Linked DNA regions of Zea mays: region 1 is linked to region 2. A link is a contact called in public Hi-C data. All regions are on one chromosome and are shown on one strand. Each heading gives the region's core, a stretch centred on a gene start, on an enhancer-like site or on the middle of the called end of the contact. The rest is flanking DNA. Distances are from core to core; before and after follow the strand shown.

The links. Hi-C and Micro-C count contacts between places; a contact is called where the count stands out from the background.
Region 1: a Hi-C map of leaf shows a contact between it and region 2, with 4 times the contacts expected there. The contact joins the promoter of LOC606477 here to the promoter of LOC100286124 in region 2. A contact is called at or near these places in 2 of 25 Hi-C or Micro-C datasets (both in leaf).

What each region holds. Positions count from the first base shown.
Region 1 is chr6:126,407,473-126,413,383 of Zm-B73-REFERENCE-NAM-5.0, reverse strand. LOC606477 (outward rectifying potassium channel 1) reads left to right here and starts at 2,650. Exons shown (of 11, transcript XM_020539471.2): 1 at 2,650-3,079; 2 at 4,977-5,265; 3 at 5,369-5,708; 4 at 5,794-5,911. The coding sequence starts at 2,841.
Region 2 is chr6:126,136,336-126,142,616 of Zm-B73-REFERENCE-NAM-5.0, reverse strand. LOC100286124 (dynamin-2A) reads right to left here and starts at 1,767. Exons shown (of 22, transcript NM_001159012.2): 1 at 1,531-1,767; 2 at 1,355-1,405; 3 at 1,129-1,249; 4 at 912-1,016; 5 at 471-532. The coding sequence starts at 1,671.

The sequences.
Region 1 (5,911 bases), core at 1,401-3,900, 270 kb before region 2:
TTGAAAGGGATTTAGAAGAAAATAAACTAATTTTTCTCTTGATTCTCTTTAATTTCGAAGAGGACTCGACCCTTAATAATCGGGGACCACCTCAACTTCAAGGTACACACTAGAAAAATAAACTTTACAAATTCTCACCAATATCTAACAATTCAGTCACTTCGATCATGATTAACGATAGATTAAAAGCCATTGAATATGTTATTGAGTCGATTTTCACGCTATTGAGTCGATTTTCACCGAGTGCAGAAAGAATGGGAGTTGAGATTGAGTTGTTGCCGGTCTAGAGCTATGATATGATCACCGTGGTCTAGAGTTGGCATGACAATGAGCTGGCAAATTAAATACGCCACTCCGTCAAATGAAAAATACACACTCTCCTTTCTAAAAAAAACAAATATATTTAACTTTAACTAAATGTATGAAAAAATATTAATATTTACGATGTAGAACTAGTATTGTTATAATAAATACATCTTGATAATCAATACACAAATATTGCTAAATTTTTTAATTGACCTACTTCTCTGCTCTCTATCTGCATTTCTACTATTAAAGCAATAGTTTCAATGATTGTCCCGCGTCAATATTTTTTAAAAAAAACTACATATCTTTAGAATCAACCCGCACTCCTGCAATCTTTTCTCTACTACTTTAATAAGAGAGTTTATGTAAAAAAATAAGGTAAAATTATGTATAAGTGAATATTTGAATCTTAATTGTTGACTCTACATTCACATCTACCTAATTAATAGAAAACATATATTTTATGATTTATTAAAACAAAATTTATCCTACGTTATATATATAATTTAAACTTAAGGAAGTCTGATGAACCTGAATCGACGAACAAGACGAGATCGGCGCAGTTGACACATCCGCACCCACCGGCAGGATCAGCCGATTTTATTAACCTGCTATCTGAAAATGGAGATCATGCAGTCACATGATTCGGTGGTTGACAGAAACGTGTCATCAAAAGGTGAAAAAGATGCTCACAGCGGAAAACCCTCGTGCTGCGTCGGTCACGCGCGACGCAGGCCCTGTGTACCCTCAGGCCATGCATGTTGGCTCGGACAGCACAAACTTTCGGCGCTGATATGATGTGTGATTGATGTGTCCGAACTCTGAGGATTGATGAGCTGCAGACTGCCGGCGTTCCGATCAGCCGAATAGGGGGAGTACACTGTACACTGCAGCCTCCTACTTGACTTGCACAGGTTATTACCAGCTTGTGTCAACCTGACCCAACACCAGATACGGACCGTGTTGAACTACTCGTGACCTGATCCGAACCTGGCTCGACCCGAACGTTTGAACAGATATACTTTCGTGAGCTAATCAAAAGAATAAGTTTTTTTTAAAGTGTTGACACATGATGGTGCTGGGAAACCGTGCTTCATAGTAGTAGAGAAATAAGTAATACTCCCTCTATTCTAAATTAGTATTCACTTTTAGCTCTTATTTTTTTTATATCTATATTCAAGTAAATGATTATAAATCTACACATATACAAAACATATACATCAATTATTATATTATGGATCCACTAAAAATCTAAACCGAACTTTAATTTGGGACCGATGTACAGTAGAAGAAAACTACAATGTTACGGCGACATAGCTTGGGTTTAATTTGAATATTATCCAATCCAAGACTAGCTAGCTAGTACATTATGTTTACTTTCTTTCACTTTTATGGACACAAATATAGGACAATTAATTATTTCGATGTGGCCTAGCAAATATCGAAAACGACACAACATTGTATAGTGGTACGGTAGTCTTGATTATAACGTCACCATACGACACTGTGCATTAAAAAAGGTTACGATTTACGAGAGAATGTATTTTTTTTTCATTTTTAATACAAAATGTTACAAGAAACATCATCCACGGTTGTCCGACATAGATTTAAAACTCATACATACATAGATCACGCTAATTAAACAAAAACGTTAAATAAGGGGAACATAACTGTTGTGCACGAGCATTTGATGCATATGTGTTGCAATTTTGCAAATGAACTAACAAAGTTAACAAAAAAATCTTAAAAGAATTCATGTATTCTTTCCACCCTACACTAAGTATATATGTCAACAACTAATATGCAATCAAGTCTTATGCAAGCGTGCAAGTGAGGTTCCTGGTTCGTTAGATTATAATTCAACCATGTATCACATTTAACACTTAAACTCTTCCACTACCAGCTCATGTAGATTTATACCACGATCATGTCTACAATTAGATTATGGTCTAACAGACTAATTATTAAGAAGTTCGCTTGTCACTTACACATAAGGTCTGATTGCATATTAGTTGTTGCAATTATCTATAAAGTTTCAAAGTTAAATCCGTTATACTTTAGCTGTAATACAAAATATGTAATAATAATTTGAACTTGAATTTTTTTATATAATTGGATCAAGTTGGAAAAAATATGTATAATTTTTTAGATTTTGTCAGTTTATGTACAACATATATGCACCAAAGTCTATACGATATGTTCTTTTAAATAAAACATCTCTAATGATAGAAACCCCTGGGCGCTCTGGTTTTCTTTTTCGGATCTTCGCTCTCCCGGCGCACCGCCCATCATCAGTTCGTCGCCGCGGTTTAAAACCTTTTCATTTCACGGCTTCCCCTCCCACTAGGCCACTACTGCTACTGCCCCACCCTTGGGTGAGCTCCGCCTATAAATGACAGCCCCGCCTCCCTCCAAGTTCAAACGCACGCTGCACGCTCGCAGGCGGCCGACCGTGGCCCCCACCACCGCCTGCCGCCGCCACTGCCCCCCTCTCCACTCGGGATCCCGTCCTATCGCGGCCGCCGCAAGCCATAATGGTGAGGGGGCTGGGGTCGAAGCGGAGGGTGGCGGAGGAGGAGTCCTCGGAGGAGGAGTACGAGGTGGAGGTGGTCCGCGACCACATCGCCTCCTCCCGCGGCAGCCGCCTCGCGCTCTTCGGCTCCGAGCTCCGCCTCGGCCGCTTCCGCCCGCGCCGCCGCAGGCGCCTCCCGCTCGCCGGGGAAGGCGCCGCCGAGGGCTTCTTCCACGGCCTCGTCATCCACCCCGACAACAAGTACGTGATCGACGCCGTTCCCACCCCGCGACCTCGTTAATAATTTGCTTTCGAAGCTTCCGGTTTCGCGCGCGCGATGCCTGTTGCTTGTTCTGGAAGCTGCCGCCGGCGAGGTCCGACGCGGCGCGCTAGATCGGTCGGCGTAGGTCCGATCGTATGGCTCCCGCGAATCGCCAGAACTGATCGTGTGATCGATCACGACCACAAAAACCCAATACTACTATTTTATATAAAAACTTCGTCGTCATCTGCGTGTACTATGTTTTTGGTAGGTAATTACCACCCACTAATGCCCCGGGCAGCAGGGGAATGTGAATCTCCCGGCCGGAAATATTCCTTATTTTTTTTCTATTTGAAGCTTTTGGTCTGATCGATCTGACGTTCGTGTTGTGGATCACTACGCGCGCGACATGAAGCTGACGGTGAACAGATCGAGAGCGTGCATCATATCAGCATCCCAGTCCCAGCCGCGAATTTCTCGCTACGCTTTAGTTGTAGTTGATAATGAGCTCGCCAGCTACGCAAAGCTACTAGTTGGACAGCCACCCCCGGTCACGGGGTAGGCTTTGACGGCCACACGAATATTATCCTTGCTTTAATTCAATCACTGCACGCTGCTAGCTATTTTTTCGGCACGAAATTACTTTCTTTTTTTTCACCCTTTTTCGTTTCTGAACGCAGAGTTTAATTTTGCCACCTATATAGTCACTACATATAGCCAAATAAGGATCAGCAAATATGCTTCCTAGGATCCACACGGCACAAGAATAATGTTTGCTAGATTGTACATATTATTAGAATTGATTAATGCAACCATGTCAACCTGTGCTTTACAATATCGGGGCTATCAGCATCGGTTTTACATGCGTGCTTAGATGTTACCAGGAAAAGATCAACCATTATTTATAACTCTAATACATAATGAAACGCTCAGTCTGCATGCTTATCACAATCAATAGGATACCTATAGTACGTAGCTTATAAAAGCACCCTTCCTCATATATGAAGGCCAACCAGGTGTACGGGCAACAACTGCGGAGGCTAAGCACTCCGAGTTTGATTTGGTTACCTGGCTGATCTGGACGGATGGGTTTAAAGAATCCATCTTCATCAGCATGCCAGGAGCTGTTTCGGACTCTTACCCCGGTAGTTTATCCTTGGCTGATGACGAAGCATCTGGGTTATAGCTGTCTTGATGCACAGATGTTCCTTGACAGCTACGCTATTCCGGTTGATTGATTGGGACTTCCGCGGTTCCGGGGTTAGCGGCGACCCGCCCACATAATAATCAAATCCGAGTTAGCGCGCATATTTTGGAGTTTCACCACCCACCCCATCATCAGCGTGACATATGTTATATGAATATATGAGGCCAATTGTTTGTGGATTCGTTTCTTCTTTATATATTCAGGCTACTTACTAATTAGCTCAGTACTTGTTAGAATTACTCAGGCTACTTACCATCAGCATGACACCAATTTTTTTATCTGAATATAATCGGCATGACAACATCAAAATGTAATTTTCTGTTCAAACGGTAAATTCGATTCCTTGCTTCTTTGGCTCCTTATCCCCCCCCCCCACCCCCCACCCCCTTTTGTTTTTGCTAATGGTTACGAGAGACAATATATATTTTGTCAACTGGGAGCCTGCTTTACCTAAATATCAGAAATGGCGAGGCACTATATATCCAGTTACCTAAATCGATTGGTCCATTGGTGTGGCTATCACCTTGAGCTCCTCCATGGATATAGCACTGAAACTTACCTTGTACAATGTTATTGATGCTAACTCATATACAATCGTATGGTGAAATCTTGTTACTGCCTTCATCATAAGTATGATACACGTTACTGAATCTGTGAAAAAAATTAAATTACTTTGGAGTTTCCTTCAGGTGGTACCGGTTATGGACCAAGTTCATACTGGTTTGGGCGGTGTACAGCTCCTTCTTCACGCCCCTGGAATTCGGCTTCTTCAGAGGCCTCCCCAAGAACCTCTTCTTCCTGGACGTAGCTGGGCAGACTGCATTCCTCATCGACATCGTCGTCAGGTTTTTCGTGGCGTACCGTGACCCAGACACGTACCGGGTCGTCTACAGCCCCGCCGCCATTGCGCTCCGCTACTGCAAATCGAGCTTCGTTTTCGACCTTCTTGGTTGCCTCCCGTGGGACGCTATCTACAAGGTCACATGATGCACACTCTCCCTTCCTTGCCCCCCAGCTAGAAAACCTCCATCTCCTAAATTAACTATCCCATTCCCATGATGGATTCCGTTCCGTCACACAGGCTTGTGGGAGCAAAGAGGAAGTAAGGTACCTGCTGTGGATTCGCTTGACACGGGTCACCAAGGTCACGGAGTTCTTCTGGCGTTTAGAGAAGGACATACGCGTCAACTACCTCTTCACCAGGATAGTGAAGCTCATAGTCGTGGAGCTCTACTGCACGCACACAGCGGCCTGCATCTTCTATTACCTGGCTACGACGCTTCCCGAATCCATGGAAGGGCACACGTGGATCGGGAGCTTGCAGCTGGGGGACTACAGGTTCACACATTTCAGGGAGATCGATCTCGCCAAGCGCTACATAACGTCCTTATATTTCGCCATCGTCACCATGGCAACCGTTGGTGAGAAACTATGAATAATCGGCATCCTGGTTTTCTTTCTTTCTCCACTACAGGTCGCCAGCTGTTAATTTTTTCCCCTCTTCAGGCTACGGGGACATCCATGCCGTCAACATCAGGGAGATGATATTCATCATGATCTACGTGTCCTTCGACATGATTCTAGGAGCCTACCTGATCGGCAACATGACCGCGCTCATCGTCAA
Region 2 (6,281 bases), core at 518-3,017:
TCTACACCAAAGCACAACTCTAAGACCCAGCCCTGGCTGTGGTCATTCTCATATGAGCTACGGTGCCGCTGTGTATGGGTAGGACATGGGTCCAATGGTTTTCTTGACTTGCATAAGGACTTCTTAATGCAATACATGGGGCTGTTTTACCCGCGCAGGTCAAGTTTTTTTATTGGTCCCAAGATAAAATGTGTAGCTTGTGTTTCAAGATTCAATGGTCTGATGAAAGTTCATTGTGGATATTATGGTGCAACCAGTTAATCAGCACTCCACCTAATCTCTAAGCATCTATGTCTAGCAAAAATAGTTTAGAAATAATTCAAATACCTACCATGGAATCATCAACAGCTCCAATGGTCTGATGAAAGTTCATTGTGGATATTATGGTGCAACCAGTTAATCAGCACTACACCTAATCTCTAAGCATCTATGTATAGCAAAAATAGTTTAGAAATAATTCAAATACCTACCATGGAATCATCAACAGCTCGCTGGTCTATCCCAGGTAAATCAATCAGCTTTAATGAGGGAGCTGAACAAAAGGCAAGAAAAATACGGTGAGGATTTCATAAAGCAGCACAGCAAATAAAAGCAAACTAACAAAGCATATTTAGTACAGAAATTATGTGTGGGTTCACCAATGTTAGAACATATAAACATGTACCCGTAAATGATTATACTGCTCTACAGGCAACTTGCCAACACAGAGCGTGCAAAACTCACAAGCATACATATCCCAGCTGTTATTTCATCATCGTTCAATTTACGCATATCATTTTTCAACACCTTACACCATCACCAAAAGTATGAGCATATACTCAACACCTTGTTCTGTACGATGCTGGTGAAACGGAAAGAAAAACAGCTGCATAGTTGCTTAAATGGTTATACTACTCGCAGCACAAACAAACCTGTACTGGTCCGCAGTTTGAGGTAAATCTCATCAACACGGCCCCTCCCTGATCCACCAGATGCTCCCCTGCTGAGTCTGTCCTGCAGTGAATGCCGGAGAGCACCTGCAGCACAGCAGAACGAACCAGGAAATTTCAAGGTCAAGATCAGGCTCAGTCCCAAGCTTCCAGAACTCGCTAATAGATGCATGAAGCACGGCCACGAGATCCAACTTACTTGCGGAAACCTGCTGCGACTTGCTGTCGATCTGCAGCACGATGGACTTGCTGCTGAGCCCCGGCTCCCTCTGCAGGTCAACCACTATCGGCGCCCGCGTCGCCCCGTTCTCCCCCGTCGGCTGCACCGCACACCAATACCATCCAAATCCAGTAAAAAACACAGCACGACAAGGGAAAAGGGACGAAAGGGAACTAAGCTGCTCGGCTAGGAGGTAGGAGCTCACCAAGACCGGGTGGCCGATGAGGCTGTTCAGCACGGCCGACTTGCCAGCGCCCTACATGAACAAACGGATCGGAAAAGATCAGATCGGGTCACACGAGCAGTAGTGCGGCACGCTAGCAGCAGGAGCAGATCGCGAGGGGTCTAGTGTGCTGAGAACGGCGGAGGACCGATACTCACGACGTTGCCGAGGGCGACGGCGTTGAGGAAGGTGGTGGGGCGACGCGGCGCGGCGTCGTCGGAGGGGTCGTCGTCGGCGAGGAGTGACGCCGCCTGGCGCATCGACTCGGCGAGCTCCGATAGCTCCTCCATGGCCTCCATGGTCAGTGGTCTCCCCGACGGCGGATCTCGACTGGAGGAGGCAACTGGCGGCGAAGGAGGAGACCCAGACCTGAGCTCTGACGCGGATTTGAAATCTACACGGGGATGGGATGGGAGAGACGTGGGGGGTGATGGATTTGGGCGACACACGAGAGGGACAGACTCACATACAGCGGAGAAGGTGGGACTGGAGGAGGCGAGGAGCACATCAACGGACTCGTTTGCTTGCTTGGCTGCGAAGGTGCACATTTATTTTATTTTTTTGCAATAATTACCATTGTAACTTTAGATTATTGGATCCATATGTCATTGACTCATGTGAATCTTACATGTAAGTGAGATAGCAATAATATATTAATATATGTCTAAAGTTGTAATCTTCTAATGGTATAGATCCAAATTTTCTTTTTTAGACAATTTACTACTAAAAAATATCAGGTTATTTTCTTGATCTTTAAATTATATTTTTTTCTACATAACATTAAATATAAATTTAGTTCTACTACCATTAGTTCTAATATCCAACGGGATAATTTTTATATAAGGGCTAGTTTTGAGAACCCTATTTTCAGAAGGGATTTTCTTTTTTCCAAGAAAAAATTAGTTCATTTTCCCTTGGAAAAATAGAGTTTCCAAACTAGCCCTAAAAATATGATTTTACCTTTATTGAAGATAGATATAATTTGTTGTTAAGTGTAATATATTTCTATGATAATCTAAAGTGCACTATTTTAATATAAACACTTAAATTTGTATTAAAGTTGTAATAAAAATAACGTTGTTATTTTTTTTGAAATATTGTGATCATTCAACTTTAAATCTCTACATTTATAATTTTTTAAATAGTTTGTAGTACATTGTTTTAATATAAATAATGATAGTAATTTTTATTACAAAATTTAATACAAAATAAGTATTTATTAAAATAGTTTACTACAAATTATTATTGAAATATATTACAACAAATTATATGGGCCACCTTTAATAAGGATAAAATCATCTTTTTACATGAAACTTAACACAACTAGAGACAAGACTAATGGTTCGGTAGCCTAGAGCGGTTAATAGACTATACCTAAAATTTTCACCAAAAACTTCAAAATAAAGTCAAATTACCAATTAGACTGTTGTTAGCCGGTTCAACCGCTACCAGGGGCACTTGAACCACTATGAACCAGTTCAACTGCGAGAGTAGATCTAAATCAAGAACAACGCGGATAATAATAAGAGTTTCTTTTAGACACGAGTTCTAGGGACAATCTAGATGAAAATGTTATGGAAGTGAAGCAACTCTACAAAATCCACACGCGCGAAGAATCACACAACTCCTTGCTTGTTAAAGATAAATCACAAAGATGAACACAACAAGAACACAAGATTTATCCCGAGATTCGGCCACACCGCAAATGTGTCCTACTCCCCGTTGAGGAGCCCACGAGGAGCCAGGTCCTTTCTAACCCTAATCCTCCCTTAGCCGACCATGAAGGTCAAGACAGTTCCTTTCTCAAATTAGCTCAAAAAGCAGGTGATACAAACTTCTTAGGGTCGTCCACAAATTCGGAGACTCCTAAACAACCTCACTCATCAAGGAACACTAGGTTCCAAGAGTAACACATTCGCACGAGTTGATGTTTGCAACAAGCTCAAATAAGGGAGAAAAGAGAAGGATAATGGAAACCAAATCGTGGATTCAAGGAACTCAAACCTCACACCAAAATGCTCCTTCAATCAATCGAAGAGCGCGAGATTTGGGGTGTGAGAGAGAATTGGAGCTCTTGTTTGAAGTTTGGTGGGGAGTAAATGTGTTGAGCAGCCAAAGTAAATGAGGGGAGAGAGAGGATAGGATATATATAGGTGGCTCTCTCAAGAGGGTGACTATTGAACTTTCTGCGCAAAATATGGTTGAATGGCACTCCAAAGTTGGTAGAACTGGTTTCAACCGGTTTTGAGCAGAGAGCTTGAAAGGGAAATGTGCCTACCATCCATTTCTACTTGTTTTGGTGATTAAGTGTTCAACACATCATCATGGACTAACTTGTGTAGTATGAGTACGAGCACAAGTCTACTACAATGCAATTTGAAGACATTAAGTCCAAAAGAGCTTAAATGGAGGCCTAAAATGCAACTTGAAGAGAAATGGTAAATTTGTGAGGTTTACACGCTTAAACATGTTGCATATGTTCATTGCAATGTTTCTAGCACTTTTATTTGGTCTCTAACTCTTTTTGTAGAGAAAAGTGCATTTTGGACCTAGCGTAAGCAAAATAGGGAACTAAATCGAATATTTTTGAAAGAGGTAAGTTTTTCTAACTTAGTCCATTGGATTAAGTACTAATAATTTGTGCCTAAGTTGTAGGGAAGCTTCTAAGAAGAGACGAAAAGATTGGAGAACTTAGGCTCAAAAGAGCCTAAGTTGTGTTGGTCTAGGTCTCACCAGATCGGTCCAATGGAGCACCGGACCATGTTCGTGAGGGCCTAGACATAGTCGTTGGACAGCCTGGCACACCGGACCAGGTCCATGTGCACCGGACTGGCTGTACGGCCGAACTCAGTGTTCTCAGGAATTTATTATAAATTTTGCCACACCATGAATAGTGTCGGTCTGGTGGCGCACCGAACCACCTGCCAACGACTAGCTGATGTGGCACCCGGTTCGGTGGTGCAATGGACCGGTCTGGTGCCCGCTAGAACAGGAAACCACCAATCAGGATCCCAGACTCGGGACATGTGGACCTAGTCCGGTGGTGCACCGGGCGATCCGGTGCCCTCGCAGAAAGCTGAATTTTGGCAAGTTTTTCTAAGGAAGGAGCAACGACTATGAGGCCTTTGGAGGCTATAAAAGGACCCCTATGGCGACCTCCTTCAGCACCAAATCTCTCCAAGTGCTATTCAACTCTCTGACACTCTGCCACAACGCCATACAGTAATTCTAGTGAGATCTGAGCTTGTTTTGAAGTTGTTCTTATGATTCTTATTGTTGCACTTTTGTGATCTCCTTTCTAGCGTTGTGTTGCTGCTCTTGTGTGTGTCCTACATCTCCCTTGTGCTATTTGAGTTGTAACTCTGATTTCATGTAAGGCTGCAAGAGACTCCAATTTGTGGAGATTCCTTACGAAAGGGATTCACACTAATAAGGAAGACAGTGGCACTCAAGTTTGATCTACATGATCACTTGAGATGGGTTGAGTGCAAAAAAAATTTCATTGGGACACCACAATGTGGAGTAGGCAATCATTTTAGGCTTGACCGAACCACGGGAAAAATCGCATATGTCTTGTGTTCGTTTACTTTCTTGTGAGTTTCTCTCTTTCTAAGTTCTCTCTATTCACTTGTGATATTGGTCTTAATTTAATTTACATCTTGAAACAACAATCAAGTGAAAAAGGGAACTTTTCTATCTTATTATCGACTCAAACTTGATTTATATTGCACTAACTCTCATTCTAAATCAAGTTTGTGGGTTTTAGTGATTGTTTTGTAGGATCGCCTATTCACCCCCCCTCTAGGTGCTCTCAGAGTTCCACTAGTAAGGGTAGGTTTAACCATCCTAAACCAGAGAGGTTCTCCAACACCAAAACCTCGGTTCGGTTGAATGCGCACAAAATACTCCAATGATTTGGTTTTGAATTAAGCTTTTGGAAAAGAGAAATTTGAGCTTTTGTGCGAACACTGTTACCTTTCTAAATCCCTATTAAATGCATGGTGATTCCTATGACTCAAGAAATGTAAATTTTGAAGCGTCTTCGCTTGGAACCACATGAAAAACACCGCGAGATATGAATTATTTTGCCATTACATGTTCCTTTTCTGTATACCATATTCTTCTATACTTCTCTTGTCTTTGTAATAACTAAGTATATACTAGGAGCAAACTTATTAGACATTTTATTTGTTTTGTCATTTAATCACCAAAACCCTCAAAGAGGTTGATTTCACTTAAACTATCAACTGAAGCTAAATTTGCATTCAGTGTTAAATAATGTATATAGAGAGAGAAAGAGAGTCAAATTAATAACTAAAAACTTTACTAGTGTACTAGTACAATGCCTGTCCATTGCAACAACACATTAATCATATTTTTATCCCTATCTCTACTATATATAAAGCTACAGTTTCTCTGGTTTCTAGTGTTGTCCATTTTGTAAAAAGACCTTATACTTTCTAACTAACCCGCACTCCAAAATCCCAACCAGTGATTAACCCACACTCCATAGACCCAACCAACGAAAAGAAATTGGCTCTTGGGTCGTTGCACGGTGTTGCTTGCCATATCCCCCTTTTCTCCTCCACCCTCCGCCGCCCAACTACGACAGTCCGCTGGTCTGCCCCACCTGAACCCTACTCCACATCGCCTCACCAGTAATCGACTTTGTTCTCTTGGTCTTTGGGCAAACAGTTCATACCCCAAACTCGGATTCCTCTTTCTGATCCTCATATACACATCGCACCGATCGGATTCTATTGGGGTGGGTCCTTGCGCCACTACTGTGTTGGCTCATCTCGATCGCCCGCTTGCTCGACTCAATCGACCGGGGATGGCGGTGGCTAGATCTGCGATGGAGGGCAACAAGGACGATGTGGCCAAGTGTCGTCTCCTCATCAACCTACGA